Linked DNA regions of Gossypium arboreum: region 1 is linked to region 2. A link is a contact called in public Hi-C data. All regions are on one chromosome and are shown on one strand. Each heading gives the region's core, a stretch centred on a gene start, on an enhancer-like site or on the middle of the called end of the contact. The rest is flanking DNA. Distances are from core to core; before and after follow the strand shown. Region 1 holds the start of LOC108464422. Region 2 holds the start of LOC108461933 (protein DETOXIFICATION 19-like).

What was found. Hi-C and Micro-C count contacts between places; a contact is called where the count stands out from the background.
Region 1: a Hi-C map of leaf shows a contact between it and region 2, with 3 times the contacts expected there. The contact joins the promoter of LOC108464422 here to the promoter of LOC108461933 in region 2. A contact is called at or near these places in 2 of 5 Hi-C or Micro-C datasets (both in leaf).

The regions. Positions count from the first base shown.
Region 1 is chr13:113,720,586-113,727,474 of ASM2569848v2, reverse strand. LOC108464422 reads right to left here and starts at 3,103. Exons shown (of 21, transcript XM_017764716.2): 1 at 2,817-3,103; 2 at 2,168-2,404; 3 at 1,499-1,555; 4 at 736-763; 5 at 526-648. The coding sequence starts at 2,262. It also overlaps the pseudogene LOC128286843.
Region 2 is chr13:113,436,106-113,442,386 of ASM2569848v2, reverse strand. LOC108461933 (protein DETOXIFICATION 19-like) reads left to right here and starts at 3,417. Exons shown (of 7, transcript XM_017761921.2): 1 at 3,417-3,856; 2 at 5,864-6,281. The coding sequence starts at 3,578.

The DNA of each region.
Region 1 (6,889 bases), core at 1,854-4,353, 290 kb before region 2:
GTGTTGACAGTACAACAGGTAAAGAAAAGAAGAAAAGAAAAAGGGTCATGTCTGCTAAAAAAGACACCTTGAAATTGGAGATAAAAGCACTACTACAGGAAAGATGGCAGAAATATCATGGGGTTCATATTTTACAAAAAGAAAAGAGGGAAAAGGGAAGAAAACAAAAGCAAGTTCAAGATCAATGGAATTCAAACTACATGGAAAATATTGTTAGAAAAGTGAAAAAGAAAAAGCTAGGAACCAAGTTCTTCATCTAGTAATACAGAGAGAAGTATTTAAATCCACTCCTTCTTTGATTAAGGCATAGTCTAAATCAAGACTTCCTAATCTGTTTCTTCCTAATAATGGTATATGTGTAATGATCATTGTTATGGTCATTTTCAAATTTTCAAATATCTTGATCAGAAACAGTGTGAAACCAAGAAAACACAAAAGAGTTCATGTTAATAGGGAAGCAAAATTTGTTAATCTTCAGCCAAGCATCATGCAACAAACATGCAGAAGCAAGTAGAAGTGACCTACTAGGTCAGCGACTGAACCACCAGCCATGTATTCCATTATCAACCACAGTTTAGTTTGATGAAGATAGGAACCATAATACTCTGTGATGTATTGACAGCGGCATTGTGACAAAACAGAAATTTCCTGGAACAAAAACAAAACATATGAAAAACCTAGTAACCTACTAGTTGAAAACTTAGGATACTAGCTCCCAGGAAAGTAAGGCAATACATTCTGGATGTCCTCAATGTCATCCTCACTGCAGAGTACAAAACAAAGGCAACCATAAGAAACAGCTAAAAAACCAAAACCAAAACCAAAATAAAAATAAACACCGAGTGAAAGAAGGAAGTTGTTATATGCCCCATCTACTTGCTAATAAGTAAAGGCTTCTGTAACTTCCATGCAAGTTGATGAATTATGATGCTCTTAAGAATGATACTGATAAAGGAAGATAAATTTACTTTGCTAAGCATGCACAAACAAGTGATGCAATTAATTTATTTGTCACACAAAAAGTGATTGCCACCAGAAGACCCAACACTTAGACATAGACTGAAAGGAAGATGGGAGGGGGAAGAAAAAAAGAGTGGGTTTAATACTTAATAGCGAGCTGGCAATTCATGTATTCTTGTCGTGTAGCTGTAATTTTACGTGTCACATGCATGTTTAAGATATTATATATTTATATAAAATTGGATACTTTAGTAATTCATGTTGTATGTAGTTTGACACATTTGTGTATTCATGTTGGATCATGTTTTTTTTTTTTTTTGGTGTCATGTCATTTTTATTATTATCATGATTTAGTTATTTACTGTGTCATGCTAGTGCTCTGTAACTGTCTTGTATTCAGAATCGCTAGGTCTAACATAAAAAATAAACACTAAACAAGAGATAGCATACAAGACTTTCTTGCTCAGAGCAAGCACCAGCCTTTTGACTGTTGAAATAAGAACAAACCAAATACAATTTAACAAAGTTACCAACTTACGATTCCTCTAAATCAATAACTTTGATAGCAACTTCCTTTTTCAATTCCTTATCAAACCTGCAAATCAAGAAAAGCATCAGTTATCCATCTCATTTTCATTAACCATGGCTCATGATTTAAACAACCACATCTTTTTGCAACAGTCATTTTTGAAGCCACTTCTATTATTAGCACATACCAAATAATGTGCCTATCTCAAGATAATCATAATGGTCAAAACTTAGCAAAATCAAAGAAGCTAACAACAAACATAACAAAACAAAGTAATTATAATGCTCATAAGGTTGTTAGGTGTTGCCAAGTTAGTGCTTAGTCAATCTTCACCCAACAGCCCTTTAAGCTCCTTTTTCCCCATCCGTTAGGAAGATATTTTTGTCCATATATATATACACACTAGTTCAAGTTTTAGGTAAATGGTATACTTTCTACTTAAGACAGGATAAGATTTCAATTCAATAAAGCATTATTATCAATAATCTAATCCCACAAACATGAAGCAACTCTAAATTAAACACCGGAAAAAGATTTCTACAATGTGCAACGTAAATATTCAATCACAAGTAATACTCACATTAGATTTAAGTTCTTTTCTTACAACAAAATGTAAATAAACAATGCAAATAAACTCAAGCAATGTGATTGGGAAATAAATCAAAATAACAGGCTTACACTTTATAGACGTCACCAAAGGCTCCCCTGCCAATCAACTCCACCTGACTAAATCTATACCCCGCTGCTGGTTGTAAACCTTCTATATCAGCCATTTCTACGTACAAACTCCTTGGACACCAAAGATCAAAGCCACCCCAAAATCAACCCCTCAAAACATTCACATTCCACCCATTCTTCAATTACAATTCAATACCCACTTCTAAATAGGCAAAACCATTATCAAAAACCCAATCCCTGAAACAGAAATATAAAACCAAAACCATTAATATTCTCAAATAAAAACTAACACCTACAAATAACAAAATGCAAAAACATATCCTAAAAGATTCCCACATTTCAAGATCTAAAAATCTAATTAAAAGCAGATGTATAAGCTCTCACACTGAAAGCAAAGAACATATAAAGAGACACCAAAAGAAAAAAAAAAAAGAATTCCACTTCTGTTACGCGAAAGAAAGGATAAGCTAAAATTGATATGCTAAAAAAAAAAAAAAACAAGAATTCTTAAAACCAAATTTAACAGCGACAAATTTCAATATCCTTTAATACTGAAACTACAATATCCCAACAAAAACAACATGTTTTTTTTTTTCAATTTCATAAGATTATTTCTTTTTGTTCGAAAGATGTTTTCCTTTTATTTTACCTGTTGGGTTTTTGCAGATCTTTCTCTTTCGTTGTTACGATAGTTCTATCTCTGTTTCTGTCAATAGCGTGGGTGTTTAAGAGCTTTGAAAGAAAATCGAGGAATAAGAAAAATAAAAGTTTTGTTTGTTAATATGGAGTTTTTCTCGAGGTTTTTTTTTCGGGAAAATTTTAATTTCGCGATGACTTAAAACGCGCCTTTTAGAAGGAGATTTGTAAGATAAACGTTAAACGGGCAGCGTATTAAGGTAAAAACATGGCTCAGCAAGGCCATGATCCAAATGGGCCTTTGTTATCTATATTATTGAAATTTTCACAGACCAAATTAAAATATTTATTGGTGTATTAAATTTGTAAATCAAATATTGATATAAGATATATTTTTATAAAATTCTTTAAAAATATTAAAAATTAAACCGAATATTTGAAATCTAATAATGTAATAATACCAAAATCATGGAAATGATATATATATCTTCAATGGTTTTTTTTTCTTTCTGATTTTTTATTTTCTGTTTACAAGGAATTTTGTGCCAAAATTCCAAACAAATGACGTTGAAAGGACAAAATCAACACAAACTCAAACAAGAATATATTCAGGGAAAAAAAGGTTGAATAATCTACATGGATTAATTAATCATGAATTATCGAACAACACTAGTCAAATTTCCTTGCCCCACACCTTTGTTTCCTGGAAGGTTCCAAGGCATGGCATTCCCTACAGGCCAACAAAAATAACCTGAAAAATCTCAGGCAACCCCTTGATCTTCCTCTAGAAACACACTTTTGTTGATGATCACCTTGTTTCTTAGCTTCAGTATTTTCCTCCTGGAAACCTCACGTTTCAGAACAGGCACTGCTGTTATATACTGCCATCTGTGGGGATCCCCATACAACTGACCACTTGCAAGCTTGCTTGCTGTGTTTTCACATCCTCGGATTCTTCTATGGTACAATAATCTCCTCTCCGAACTGTCACTCGAGCTTGTTCTTGCACTGCTGCAAGTACTGCTTCTGCTGTTGCTACTGTTGCTTCTCGAAGACATCAATGAATGCTTGCTGTTGATGCTGCTTGTTCGGCTTGTAGGTCGAGAACCATTTTCGGCTGAACCCATTGTTGTTGTTGTTGTTGTTGTTGGAGAAAGCTGTAAAGGAAAGGCGTGTGGCAAGAGTCGGCCATTGAAGAAAAGATGATCGGCTGGTGAGGTTTTATATGGATCTAAAGAGGGTGAATCCGGGCGGCAGGTATAGCACCCGAATTCGAAATCGGAATCTTGATCACCAGAGCTTAACCTTTTCCTCCGATTTTCCGTGGGAGATTTTGATTACAATGTATCTTGTGTGGGAGTTTGGAATGTTGATATAAGTAAGCTTGTGTACTAGTATTTATATTAAGGAAGGAAGTTGAGATAATTATAATCAGTATTATATAGATTTTTACATGTTTATATGATTATTTCGTGTTTAAAATGATCGGATGTGCGAGAACCATGTGTTTGAGGTGTATAGGGGACAGCTTGGAAAGATATGGTCCCCTTGTTGGGTGATTGGGATGAGTTTTTGGTGGTGTAAATCATCAAGTTATTTTGCCAACTCAAGCTTAACCATGCACATGGAGACCTTGGTGTTGTAATAATCTTGGATAGTGTGTGGGATATTCCCAAATTTCATGACTTAAATCATTCCAAAGTGGGTAGGTTTATTCATCTCTCACCATCAATAATTTGAATTACCTATTTTAATTATAAATTGTACTTGGTTAATTTTAATGTGTCATTTAGTTATTAGTGTAATAGCACAAGAAAATAATTATCACAAACATTAGTTAGACATAAAATAAATAATAATTAGTATAAATTTAAATTTAAAATTAAAAATATAAATAAAAAATTGTAAAAAATAAGACATCTTCAAATTAAATTGAAATAATTTATAGTTAATTCATATATATATATATATATAATATTCCGAGGAAACATAACATTCTTGCCCCAAAACCATATAATATCTAGTTTGATAAAATTTAATATCATTGCTCTTTAAATTTTATATATATCCAATAAGTTGTTACAATCTCCCAAAAATACTCTTTCATGTAAAGCGAAAAGAGAGAGCTTTTTGGAGCATAGATAGGAGAGACATTTGACTACTTAATTGCCTTAAAATAAATGCTAATATAAGTAAGTACCAAGTACTAACCTATTGTTTTGTTTTGGCTCCTCTCTAAGACCATGGGTATGATAGTAGATCAACAAAGCAAACCTTGGTATAAAGAAGGTAGTGCTTTAGTCTTTAGGGGTAGGGAAAAAGATGTTGACAATTATATTCGAATTTGTCACCCCCATTTACTAAATTTCTTATTCTAACTTTATTTTGGAAGCAAAGGGTCATCAAACACTTTAGACAAAGGAGCTAGTTAGGAAGTTTCTTTTGATGAACTTTTGGGCCCATTTGAGTTCATAATATCTTTGGGACCACAAGCAGTGAGCCCCCACCCCACAAGCAAGTCATTAATTTCTCTTATCTTTTTCAATATTTTAGCCTTCTGTTGAATCTCTTAAAATGGTAGGTCCATTATTTTACAAGTGTTGGCTCAGCTACTGAATTTTTTTATTTAATGGGCTTTTAGTTGGGTTACGTTTTATTGTTTTGAACAATGTAATGGGCTATTTCTCAGGTAGAAAAGCCCAAGTTTAAACAATATAAAAAACATAATAGCAGCATCAAGAGCCAAAACTCCGTCAATTTCGTTTAAAGGAGTCGGTTTAAATAAGTTCAGTCGATTTAGATAATGGATTAATGTCATAAATGGAATAAGTTCAGTCGATTTTTATTATCTTTTAATAATCAATTTGTTTTGAATCCGATAAATGTATCAAATTAATTAAATCAATTGGATTAAAAATAGGTGACACAATTAATTCGACAATCGATTAATTTTTAAAAACGTAACATAAATGTGGTGTATATATAAATAATTACCAGTCCAATGCACACATACTTAACTTGTATAATTGCATTCAACACTTAAAACAAAGATTTATGAAAAAAAAAGGTTCAAAAATACAATTAAGATCATTTTGACAAAATATGTAAAAATTAATGACAAAATTTGTCATTAAGCCTATTATTTATTCCAGCACAACTAACCTAATTAAACTAACTTAGGCACAACTAGCCATTCAATGAAAATTACTCCATCAAATCCATATATATACCAAAAGATACGTAAAGCATCATTAACATATTTACAAATAAAAATGACTTAATAACTTCAAGACACTTCTAATGACTTAGGTACATATCACTTATGATTAAACATAAGAAAACATTACAACTAATGGCTTAGATGCTAACAAGATCACGAGCACACCAAAACCTAAGACATGTCTGTGCATGAAAACAAACAAAACTATACGTTTAGTATTGAATACTCAATAGCACTAACATAAATTGAGTTCAAATATAAAAATATTAAGATAGTAACATATAACTAATATGTTACATCAAAATGTTAATAATATCAAGATATCATATTAACAGGATTATCATCACATATTATACTTAGAATGATCTTTCATAAACAGAATCAACATAATATTCGACTATCAAATTCAAAATGACATTTCTATCAATGAATCAAAATATAACATCATTTCTAGAATCAAAATTACATATTAAACATTTTCTTTTAGCCCTTATTAATTGGATGCAAATATAAGTATAGGTACGCAAACTTAATCCCTAACACTCCACAAAATGTAACGCATTAAAGTGCTAGAATGAATTGCACAGTAGTGCCAAAATGCTCTCACCAGTAACATATATGAATCCTATAGCATGCCAACTATACCCTAACTATGTCTAGCATCATTTAATAGGACAATCTCTTACTTTGCAATATCGATATATATATTATCATGTACTTCTCAATATAATAATAACTGAGTAACTAATTGTATTAATACCATAATGAATTCCACAAGCCTAAACATACCTGTTAGCTTACCAATTAAACCATTATTTAACACAATTTGTAATCGTATATTACTAGTATTTTAACAAGATTAGTTA
Region 2 (6,281 bases), core at 2,168-4,667:
CATTAAATTGTGTCGTGATAAACGATAGTCATTAGATTATACTAATATTAATGATTAAGGAAACATGAAGAAAAGAAAGAGAATTAATGCTTCCATTCTTCCATCTTAAACCTCCATTGGCCGTGAGCACATTGGTGATAGAACTAGAATAGATATTTTCTGTTTCCTACTTACACGAGCTCATATCCTTGCTTTTCTATCAATCTCTAATTCTAACCTCCCTCCCCAATCTGATATTATAGTATCAGTATAGACCGAAATTCCGTTATGATCCAATTCTGATCGATAATAGATACCGAGGCTTTGCAATATTTGATTGATCACAATTCTGTATATTCCATTTACTATAGAAATTCCGAAGGTACGTGACTTTTCCTTTCAAATTGTTGATAGATTATTGGTGTAAGATAGTAGATAATGAGAACCCAAGCAATAGATTTAGAAATTGCTTAATCATGTTTAAGTTAAACATTGATGAATGGTTGAAGGTTTTGAGAGAATGGTTATAATACAAAAATTTGAGATTTTAAAATTCTAAGGACTTGACACTTATATAGCTTGATCAATCATCGCTCATGCAATAATTACATAAGTTATCTCTAAATTTTAATATCTTTACAAATTAAATTACATCTTTCAAAAATAAACAAAATTCACTAAAACCAGTAGCATGTATGTCCAAATTTTACTAGAATTAATGATAAAAATATATCAACTATGCAAACTAACAAAACGAATATAAATATAGTATATAATATTACCAAAAAATCAATTTTTTATAAAAATCATAAAATAAAATTTAAGAAAATTCCAAAATTTTGAATAAAATATTTTTTTGAAAAATTAGATCAATTATTTAAAATTTTGAGTATTTTATAAAAAAATAAATATTTTATTTTTAATGTTTTATAAAATTTTATAAAAAACTTAAAAAAATCGATTTTATGTTTTTTTTTTTAGGTAAACAATACTTATGGTTACTCTAAAATAAGGTTTATTCTATTTTGTTCACTCTATTTTTTTCTCAATTTAGTCACTCTAAATAAAATAATTGTGTAAATTAGTCCTTTGTCGTAAAAATTTTCATTTTCTTTTAACAGATTACTGACGTGGTATATTAGCCCATTGAATGATTGACATATTGCATTTTTTATTTTTATTTTTTTTACTTTCGACTAAAGTTTAGTACCTTTCTATAAAGTTTAGAAGGGAAAAGTTTTGAACTAATTATAGAGAGGTTTATAAACTTTAGTCAAAAGTCAATGAAAAAATATCACATGCCAGTCATTCAATTTACTTATGTGTCACATCAGTAATCTGTTAAAAGAAAATGAAAATTTTAACGGCAATGACTAATTCATATAATTATCTTATTTAAAGTAGCTAAATTAATAAAAAAATACGAGTGACCAAAATAAGACAAACATTATTTTAGAATGACCATGGGGGCTTTTTTTTAATTGGCCCGAAATTTTATATTAATTACAAAAATGACCCACTTGCAAAATCATATATAAGAAGAATAACTCGTTTGCTACAATAAACCTCAATGTCGCTATTACCATTGGCAGCACCACCCCTAATAAACACCCAATCATTGGCCAATTTAAAAAATAATAATTTCCTTGAGTGTCATAGTTGCCATTGGCGGCACCAATAAAAATACATGTCATGCTAAATACTCGTATTATGAGGGAAAAAGAAAAAAAATTATATTTTAACAAGTGTTGCCGTTTGCATTAGAGGCACTGGTGTTTTTATTAAAAATAATATTTTTAATAGGTATTGTCGTTCTCTTTGGCGGCACAAATGTGTTTTTTTTAATTGATTTTTTTAATGGGTGTCGCTCGCCTCTATAGCGGCATCAGGGAAATTAAAAAAAAATTGTTATCCATTCTGTAAAATGAAGATCTGGACCTTGTGCAACGAAAAACTTGATACCTTCATCTTCAAGTGAAGAAGTATGAAGAAAAAGAAGAAGAAAAAATTATATAAACCTGGCTAAAAAGAGAAGCTCCAATAGTGAGAAAGGTGAGAAAGAAAATTAGAAAACTTTTATTTATTATTTCAACTTTTCTTCATTCTCCCCCATAATTTTTTATTTTTCTTAAAAGTTTTTCAATTTTCTTTCTCATTTTTCTCACTATTGGAGCTTCTACTTTTAAGCCAAATATATACATATCATTTTTTTCCTTCTTTTTTCTCATTAAGGTTTCATTTTATTTTTTTGTTGCTCTAAATCTAAGTCTTCGTTTTAAAAAATGAATTACAATGTTTTTAGAATTTCTCAGAGCTGTCATAGAGGCCGGCAACGCCTATTAAAAATTATTTTTTAAAAAAAGCACCGACATTGTCAAAGAGAACAACACCACCAAAAAAAATCTAACATGCTTTCTATTAATATTTTTTTTCTTTTTTCTTAGAATATGAGTATTCTAGCATGACATGTACACTTATTTTTACTAGTACAGCCAATGGCAACAACAACACCCAAAGAAATTATTATTTTTAAAATTGACCAATAATTAAATATTTATTAGAGGTCGTGCCGTCAATAGCAACGATGACATAAAAATTTACTATAGCAAATGGCTTATTCTCAGACATAATTTTACAAGTGAATTATTTTCGTAATTAATAAAAAAATTTGAACCAATTCCGAAAAAAAAAAAGCAAACCATGGTATAGTTTACTCTTTTTTTTATAATTTTTATATACTTTTAGTAATGTTTAAATTTCAATGTATGTATTGATGTTTCAAAATTAATCAACTAATGATATAGCATGTGTACCACGTTTAAAAACTGGGGTTCAATCATATCTTGAAAGATAAATCTGTAAAATTTCCTTCCTTCTAGGGGCACATAGATCAAAGCCTGAGAGCGTTTAAGAGGAAGTGTGGCTCCAGCCTGTCTATTTTAGTTGCCAATTGAGTGTTCCTGCCCCGATCCATCCACATCTGCAGTAGTCCCCATAAAATCTCAATATTTCAACTTTCATAACAAAGAAAAAATTTCATGGTTACTCATTTAACTTTACAAGTTTTTATTTTTGGTACTGAAAAAACTTATATTTTAGTCATTATCATTAAAAATAGTTTTGATTTCGATTATTTCTAGTTATTTTACATTTATTCTATGGAGAGAATGTTTTTATGTGAACAACAAAAGCCTAAGTTCAGAGAATTGTGGATCTTATAGCAGTTAAATAGCAATAGGAATAGCAATGATTTAACTTTAATCTATAAATTAATTAAGAAAGATTTAATCTCTCCTCATCCTTTCCTTCTATTTAAATAACAAATAGTCAAACTTTTGTTGGTATATCCAAAATAAGAACATATGCGAAAAAAAGTTGTGTATAATTGCAACCATATATTTGTTTTTGCGTTGAATACGACCAATCAATTTCCATCTACCAGACTTACCACATAAAGAATCCCATCCGTCATTCCAATTTCTTTTTCTTTCTTTTTCAAGAGATTGAAAAATGCCAAATTGGTAAGCAATAATAACGAACAAGAATATCCCAATAATCCTTCAAAACGAAAAAAGTTCATCCCAAGAAAATCTGAGTTATGGAGCCATCAAACTCAAGCTTAGATACTACAGCTCTCTTGAGTCAAGCTTCCCAAAGACAAGACCAAAGTACAGAAACAAGGTGTTTGAGGAATGTTTTAGATGTAGAAGAAGCGAAGACTCAAATCTTATTTTCACTGCCCATGATCCTTACCAATGTCTTTTACTATGCCATTGCTTTGGTTTCTGTCATGTTTGCTGGTCACCTTGGAGAGCTTGACCTTGCTGGTGCTACACTTGCCAATTCATGGGCCAATGTCACTGGCTACGCTTTCATGGTAACTCTATATTTACTCTCATCCCATCTTTATAACACCATAGGTCATGACTCCGTCTTATTTGGAGAAAATAAAGCTCTTTAAAAGCTTATTGTATCCTCACATTTATAGACTGGTATACTGGGTTATAGCTTTATGATTACTGTTGTCTTGACTGTTAGGTGAAGAAATTTGTTGGGAAGGGTTATAGAAGAAAATAAAAGATTGGGTCTCATTGATTATAGCTTCTTCTTTCTTTCTTTCTTTTTTGGTAAGTTTTTATTTATCCAAGAAAGCCTTAAACCTACAATATCCTGCTCACCAATACTCAAACGTTACCTTTGAAACTGTCTTCTATTTCTTTCTCGCCAGACCAAGTAAATGAAAGAATTCCATGCTAACTTCAAATATAAACAACAAGAGCTTTGCCTTTAAGTCTTGTGCAAAGTCAATGAATCTCCTGATTCCATCCCCCAGCTTCTCCTAGGTCGTAAGACACTAACAAACATACAATTTACAAAAGGACGATCTCTTGTTTCCTAGTTCCCTTGACATAGCGAACAATAACTCTCAATGCTCATCCCCCTTCCAGTAAGTCTTATCTTTTGTTGGAAGGACAAACGTTCAAATTAGAAAGGAATGTTTTGGTATATGAAGTGGAAACCAAATCATCCGACTTTCCTCTCCTTTTCTCTAGTTTCATTCCAAATTGCAGAAATAGTTAGTTTATTGTTACTGACATCCAAGTTAGCCAACACAGATGCAGCTTCTTCCGAGTTTTAGAATCTTCCTCCAGCTCTAGCTAGAATTTCTTCTCAGTGAAACTTGCAAAAATATGGATTTTTTAGCGTGTAATCCTTCAACCAGGCTATCCATAAAGAGCCTTAGACTTGCCAATATGCTTCTAATCACTTGAATGATACAAGCTATATATCAATTATCCAAACGTTTCATTCCTACACCACCTTCAAACTAGGGAATGTTGAGATGTTGATGGGCCGGCCAGACCAAGGCCTGATTTCAGAAAATTTTGTTTTGGGTCGGTTCACTCAAAAAAATCGTTTAATTATTTAAAATTAATAAAATATTAAATTATATGTTTATTGATATTTTATATATTTTAAAATTTAATTTTAATTTAATTTTAATTTTTTTAATATTTAAATTGAATTTAAACAAAGTCGAGATACAAAAATACTTATTCAAGCTTGGCCCAAGTCAAGTCAGACTGAGCTTGGACAAGTTTGATTTTTTTATAAAAATAACCTAAAAATTTTAATTAATGAATATATAAGTAAATGATCTGAAATGAATAGTTGATAGTTGGCGGGATCAAAGAGAATAACGCCATCAATTTGTCACAGTAACTAATCATTGATTGGTAAAATAAAAAAAAAATCAATTTTTTTAATAGAGCGAATTTATTTGGTGCTAATACCATATAAATACCAATGTAATACAAGAAAAAGAACTATTAGCAATATTCAGTGATTTATCTTGCTTGACCCTAGTTCCCAGTAGGCATACAACATCAATGTTCAGTTTATGAATTCTATTGACTACTTTCATACTCTTAAAAGGTTATTAAACCCTCTAATATTCCTTACAGCAATTATCATCAAGGAATAGATGAAGTACTTCCAGTTAGAACTCCAAACACTTCAGATTAGGCTCCCATTTGCTTAGTATCACCTGCTTATTCTGAAAATGCAATGGACCTTTCTCTAGCTTCAGCATTTGTAAATTGTAGAAGAAACAAATTATCCCTTGCAATTTTAACACAAACGTCTCCTTTCTTACGCCAAAGAAGATTACCAACCTTCTGCTATCTTTTACCTACTTGATTATAGCTTTCATCTATGATTTAAGGGATCTTTCATAGATTTTTTTTTTTTTTTTTTTGCTATTGTGTATATAATTCTGAGATCTCCATGTATCTGATGTAATGTCAAAGCCTTGTAGTTGTGTGAATTGAAAGCTGGCTATCTGAACAGTCCTTTCCTTTCTGTTTGTTTGTTTGTTTTTCAGGTGGGACTAAGTGGAGCACTGGAGACTCTTTGTGGTCAAGGATTTGGTGCAAAAACTTATAACATGCTGGGAATCTACTTACAAGCTTCTTGCATCATTTCTTTCCTTTTCTCAATCATTATATCCATTTTATGGTTCTATACTGAGCCAATACTAATATTTCTTCATCAACAGCCTGATATTGCAAAAAAAGCTGATGCTTACCTCAAGTATCAAATCCCAGCTGTGTTTGCATTTGGTTTGATACAAAATGTTCTGAGATTTCTTCAAACACAAAGCGTTGTCATGCCCTTAGTCTTGTTCTCAGGGCTGCCATTGGTACTTCACTTTGGCATTGCTTATACTTTGGTTTATTGGACAAGTCTTGGTCTCGAGGGAGCTTCAATGGCAGCTTCTATCTCTTTTTGGATATCTTTTC